Regions from separate parts of the Arachis hypogaea genome. Here region 1 is linked to region 2. Evidence: chromatin contacts called from public Hi-C data. All regions are on one chromosome and are shown on one strand. The core of a region is the stretch at or near the end of the contact, and the rest is flanking DNA. Distances in the headings are between cores, read along the strand shown.

Evidence for each region. Hi-C and Micro-C count contacts between places; a contact is called where the count stands out from the background.
Region 1: a Hi-C map of leaf shows a contact between it and region 2, with 3 times the contacts expected there. The contact joins the promoter of LOC112796785 here to the promoter of LOC112796783 in region 2. A contact is called at or near these places in 3 of 8 Hi-C or Micro-C datasets (leaf and an unstated tissue).

What each region holds. Positions count from the first base shown.
Region 1 is chr4:62,256,107-62,258,806 of arahy.Tifrunner.gnm2.J5K5, reverse strand. LOC112796785 (1-aminocyclopropane-1-carboxylate oxidase homolog 12-like) reads right to left here and starts at 1,426. Exons shown (of 4, transcript XM_072235570.1): 1 at 1,385-1,426; 2 at 760-1,300. The coding sequence starts at 1,163.
Region 2 is chr4:62,052,831-62,055,873 of arahy.Tifrunner.gnm2.J5K5, reverse strand. It overlaps LOC112796783 (protein SULFUR DEFICIENCY-INDUCED 1), which reads left to right and starts at 1,453. Exons shown (of 4, transcript XM_025839401.3): 1 at 1,453-1,827; 2 at 2,560-2,772. The coding sequence starts at 1,690.

The DNA of each region.
Region 1 (2,700 bases), core at 177-2,676, 200 kb before region 2:
TTCATTAATTGTTTATAAATAAAGTAAGTTCTTATTTTTTTTTCTAGACTGCTTGCAAAAATAAAATAGTATTAATGAAACATAATTTAGGATTTTTAAATATTTTAATTATCAAAATAATTATTTTAATTATCAAAATAAATGTGGTGTAAATTGGTAAATACATTATAAATTATTTATTTTAGTAATTAAAATAATTAAATTATTTATTTAAAAAAATTCCATAATTTAACCTTTATAATTTTATGTATATAATATTTATTTATATATTTATTATATTTAAAATTATATAATTATTATAACTAATTCTAATGTCTCCCAAACATGATTGCAAAAGTATCTAAATATTGTTTTACCTTCTTTATAACACAGACCACATAATATAAAAAACGGTATTACCCCATTATAAGTTAAATTGTTCAATATATAATCAAATTATCTAGTCTTGATCAATGATATATGACCAATAAAATTGATTATTTTTTACCAACTTTCTAAGAATATTTAATACTAAATTTTAAATCTTAAATTTTAAATTTTAAATATTTATAGTAAAAAAAAATGTTGAGCCAAAATGTTATGCCAAAATTGATAAAGAGTGAAGGTCTCTTAAGATTTTTGTTTTAAATATATGTATTTAGTACTATAATAGACAACTATCTTGAAGACAAGGGATGGAGTAACTAAATAACTTAACTTCTAATAGCTAATGAGCACTTGAGCTTAAATTGGAATCAAGCTGATAATGTTTTCTATTACCTGCATATTTCTGGTATTTCTTCTGGTTTGGGTGGATGAGGAGCAACCAACATAGTAAGAGTATCTCTCCAATTAGCAGCCTGGTTAGTATTAGCTCTAACACTGGAATGATACAAAACTTTCTTCTTTACAAGATCCCTGCAATAAAACTCTTTCCTTACCTTAGCATCTTGTTCATGGAACAGCCTAATCCCATCGATCATACCGTCCAAGATGCTGACTGGAATTTCATGATTAATCACCTGAAAAATTCCCCACTCATGGCATGCCCTGCGAATATTTTCAATTACTTTGGCGCGGAAAGTTGTGCTGCTCTTTATGTCTCTGATGTCGACGATGGGAACATTGGAATCATAGGCAGTTGCTTGAGTTTCGTTGGCGTCCAACTTGCCGGAGTGGAACATGCGTGGGATTTTGGTCACACCGGATTCTATAAGGCCTCTAACGCCGACTTTGGAATCTTCGAATGCTTTCCCTTCGGCTTTTCTGTCATAAGTGGAATCACTTGTAACTGCTTCCTCTAACTGCTTTGTGTTTTCTCCTGCCATGTTGAGAGCGGAGTTACAAAAATTGAAACAAGGTCCTGCTATGAAAAAAAGTCGGTGTGGAATTGAGAAAAACTAACCGAAGACTCGAAAGGAATTATATAGGCGAGAAGAGAGAAAATAATCACAAAACAACCAATTATGAAGTACATGGATATAGAATAATAAATTATTAAAAATTATTCTTGTTTTGTAGATTTAGTAAATTGAGGGTGGTTTGATATCTAATAGTATGAGAGTGAAACCAACTCCACTTTTGCAGGTATCAATTTTCTATAAGTATATCAAAGTATCTTGAATTAGATGAGTATTGAAATAAACAATAAATTAAAATTTGTAAAGGAATAAAAGAGATGTAAAATAAAGAATTCGAAAGGTAAATTGATTGGAATTGAAAAGGGTTGTGTTGAAATTTAAAGAAAGTAATAAAATGCCTTCGACTGTGTCAAAGGATTTTGGACATGAAAATTAAAGGTACTGAAATGTAAATTGAATTCGAAAATTAAACATTGCCCGAAATATAAACTTGATTGAAAGATAAAGTTTTGCAGAAAATGTAAATGGAAAGTAAAGACATGTGGAAGGAACCCTACAGAAAATTGACTCGAAGCAGAAAGTCCCTGGGATGTGAGTGCGCGTGAGTAATTTTTGAAGCAAAGTTCCAACCTTTATTTCTTAAAACTTTATAATATTTATAACCCACCGATCCTTAATTACACGACATTGCCTTGTATGCGGATTCTTAGGTAACCGTTTACGCTCTTCTACCCATAGACGTTACCCATAAATTCCTCACTTGAAGAATGCCTTCAACTTCTCTATTAATCGTAACCGCTCGATTCTTTATTCGAGCAACTATTCGATTTCTCATCCAAATGTTTGCTCAACCGTGCTTGCTCAATTTAATAAGGTGTCTAATATCGAGTCCGTGTTGAGTAACTCCCAATTAACGCCTGCACGTGCACCTTTTCGATCTCTGCTTTCATCTTAATAATCTCTTTAATATTTCGAATTAGCTTTTTCCAGTTGAAAATATTTTTCGACTAACAAATTGCCCGCTTGGATTAATGTGTTTGTCTTTGAAACCGTTTCTTGGAAGATGAAACACTTAATCCAAATTCAAAACTTCAATCTCCTGAATCAGTAATAATTACCATTTAACTTCCCAATTAATACTGACCCTCCCACAATTTGCACTTTCTTTCTCCACCACTTCGCCTTCTTCGCAAAGTTACCTCTTTTTCCTTTGAGCTCTATCTGCGATAACAACTACAGTGAAAATCCCTTTTAAATTCGACACTTCCATTTTTTTTAAACTTTCTCGAACCCTTATTCTCTCGATTTCTCTTACATCTATTTTTCCTACACAACCTCTATTCTCCAATCTTCGTTTCTC
Region 2 (3,043 bases), core at 204-2,703:
TATACTATTTGTGCTTTACTTGCTCGCATTACTTATGTTTTCTGCTGGAATTGAGGAGGCTTAGTAGGCGATGACAATGGGATCGCATGGAGGATAGGTTGGTGAAGGCTGTGAGACAGCGGTGACTAGTATTAGTTAGCTTCGCGGAACACTATATATATATTATCTATTGGACATTGTTACCATATTGAGAACCTCTAGTTCTCTTACTATATATTGTTGTTGTTTTTAAGATACATGTCGCAACCCACATTGGTGAGTTTCCAAACTTGGTGACAGAGTGGATGATGATTCAGCTTTGTTTTGTACTTTAATTTATTATTAGTTCTCTCATTTTGTATCATATTTTGTTACCTTAGAGGCTTTTGCATTAAATTTTGAGAAATAGGAAGTAAGCCTTTTATAAACATTATGTTGTATTTTTAACTAATCAGCCTAAACTCCGTGGGCTGAGGCTAGTTTCCCTTTTTGATAGTGTATACATATAACTTGTTTATCTATTAGCCACTACCTTGTATCTTGGAGCTTTATGCAAGGTTGTATATATTATATTCCGTTCTTGTCGTGCCTTTGCGTTTTAGTTATCGTGTGTGAACGCTTCACGATTTGTTTCTTCTGTTTAACTATCTTTGAACTCCTATTCCTTAGATCGTGCTTCTAGTATTATTACTTCTTTCTATATATATTATTGTATGAGTTTTAGAATTGTCGTGGCATTTTGTTATCTTTTACTTTACGGTTAGAGGTAAGGCTCAGGGTGATAAGATGTTAAATGCTTGGTAAAGAAGTGAGTATGAAGAGTGATAAATATGAACATATGAAAAAGTTAGTTAATAATATTGAACAATAAATCATTTGATACAGAGAGTGCAATAATATATTTTCTTAATTTTAAGATAGGATGATATAAACAGAATCTTTACTGGCTTTCAATCTTAAAGAGGCACCAAAATTTTTTTTATTTTTTAAAATTTTTTTATTGTGTGGTTAAAATTACAAAATGTAATTTCTAGTAATTTTTATAAATTACAAAAAAAGTTTATACCTTAGTTAATTAGCTAGTTATATTATCATAATTTAAATTAAATTAAGAGTTAATATTAACTGTGATAAATCATCCTATTTTATCAAGTAATTATTAGACATATCACAAAGAATAACTTATTTTTTATTTTAAAGAAAACTAAATAAAATTCGCCATATATTTTTTAGTCAAGAAATTGAATTCTATCACTATACAAAACAGTAAATATTAATTTACTTCTTAATATTAAAGTGTAAAGGGAAATTTCTCCTTGCCGAAATATGCACCTAATATCTAGCATGATTCAGTGGCATTATACCTCAAGTTGCATCGTGCTTTTCTAAGATGAAATCATAAAACGACACGTGTCTATACTCAAAGTCACAGTCGTTGATTGTCTCTATAGTGAGGAACCGCCAAGGCCAAATGAATATGGACGCAAAACCAACCAAATTCGTTATTTCTCTTTGTTCTTGTCATTCCCTCTTCTCTCCCTCTCTTTTCTACTGCTAAACCTTGCTTTTTCTTGTTTGTTGAAACTTGAAAGCGTGTTTGGCTCTTGTAACGCTCAACCCGGAAAAAAAAAAAAGTAGAACGAAGGCATCCAACCGTTTTAGTTGCTTTGATCTCTGTGCCGCCGCGTCTCATAAAAATATAAAAGAGAAATGGAAGAAAGAGGTGGTTGCAACAATAACAAGAGTTCTTCTTCTTCTTCTCCAAAGGGAAAGAGAGATGATATTTACCATGTGCTTCACAAGGTTCCTTTTGGGGATGGACCTTATGTTAGAGCCAAGCATGCTCAGGTAATAATAATACTACACAATGATTTTCACTTTTTTATTTTCTTGTTACTACTTAGTTTTGTTTTGTTGAGTTATTCAGCTGTACGTTGCACTATTTTTATGATGATGAGAGGTATTTTATTTATGATGCCACTTCATTACTGTTTGATTCAATAAGAATAAATTCTATAGAATTAGTGAAGCCTGTTCATGAACACTAAATTAACAGCTTCCATTGGCCATGAGTCACCAAAAATTGGATTAAAGACTGGCTTCACAATCTTACTGGTATAGTTTAAAAATATAGATTATTCTACCTATTAATTAATGAGAAAGTCTAGGTGGTAAATGAAACATTTTTACAAGCGATGTCATTGCGATTGAAATTTATGTACAACTGACCTTTTATTTTATCTTTTTCCTTTCTTAAAATTATTTTGAATAAGAAAGAAAAAGAAAATAAGATAATGATTCATAGCTTAATTAGACTGCTGCATATCTTAAGCTGGTGATGCATCTCAAGTATAATCCGAATGTGGTTTTTCTTCTCCTCTCTTTTTCGTTTTCTTATCTAATGCGTCGTCCATGGTTTTAATTCAGAATTTTTGCTTGAGTTTGCTATTGATTTGACCCAACAAGAGAAGCTACACTAGCGGTGACTGAAGTTTCGGATTAATAAAAGTTCCAATTTTCTTGTAATGAATAAGTAAATTACTAAAATATACTAATCTGAATTATATATTGTATATGCAGCTGGTAGATAAGGACCCTGAAGCTGCAATTGTATTCTTTTGGAAAGCAATAAATTCAGGGGATAAAGTGGACAGTGCCTTGAAAGATATGGCGGTGGTGATGAAACAGTTAGACAGATCCGAAGAAGCAATTGAAGCCATTTGCTCATTTAGAAGCCTCTGCCCCAAACAATCTCAAGAATCTCTTGATAATGTACTAATAGATCTGTACAAGGTACATCGGAGTTTCTCCGAACATCTATCCGAATTAACAAATGAATAATCAACAAGAGTTTAATTATCATGCACGTTTACATGATCAATTACATTTATTGTTTTCGATATCTATTTATGTGATCAATAGTTATTATAAAATAGTGTATCAAAATTAAATTCTAATGAATAAAATGAATGGCCGGATGAGAGATTAAAAAATTATTTAGTCAATAAATCGTTTAATATTTTGAATGCATAAAAACTTTAAAAACTTCAGAGTAATATTATGT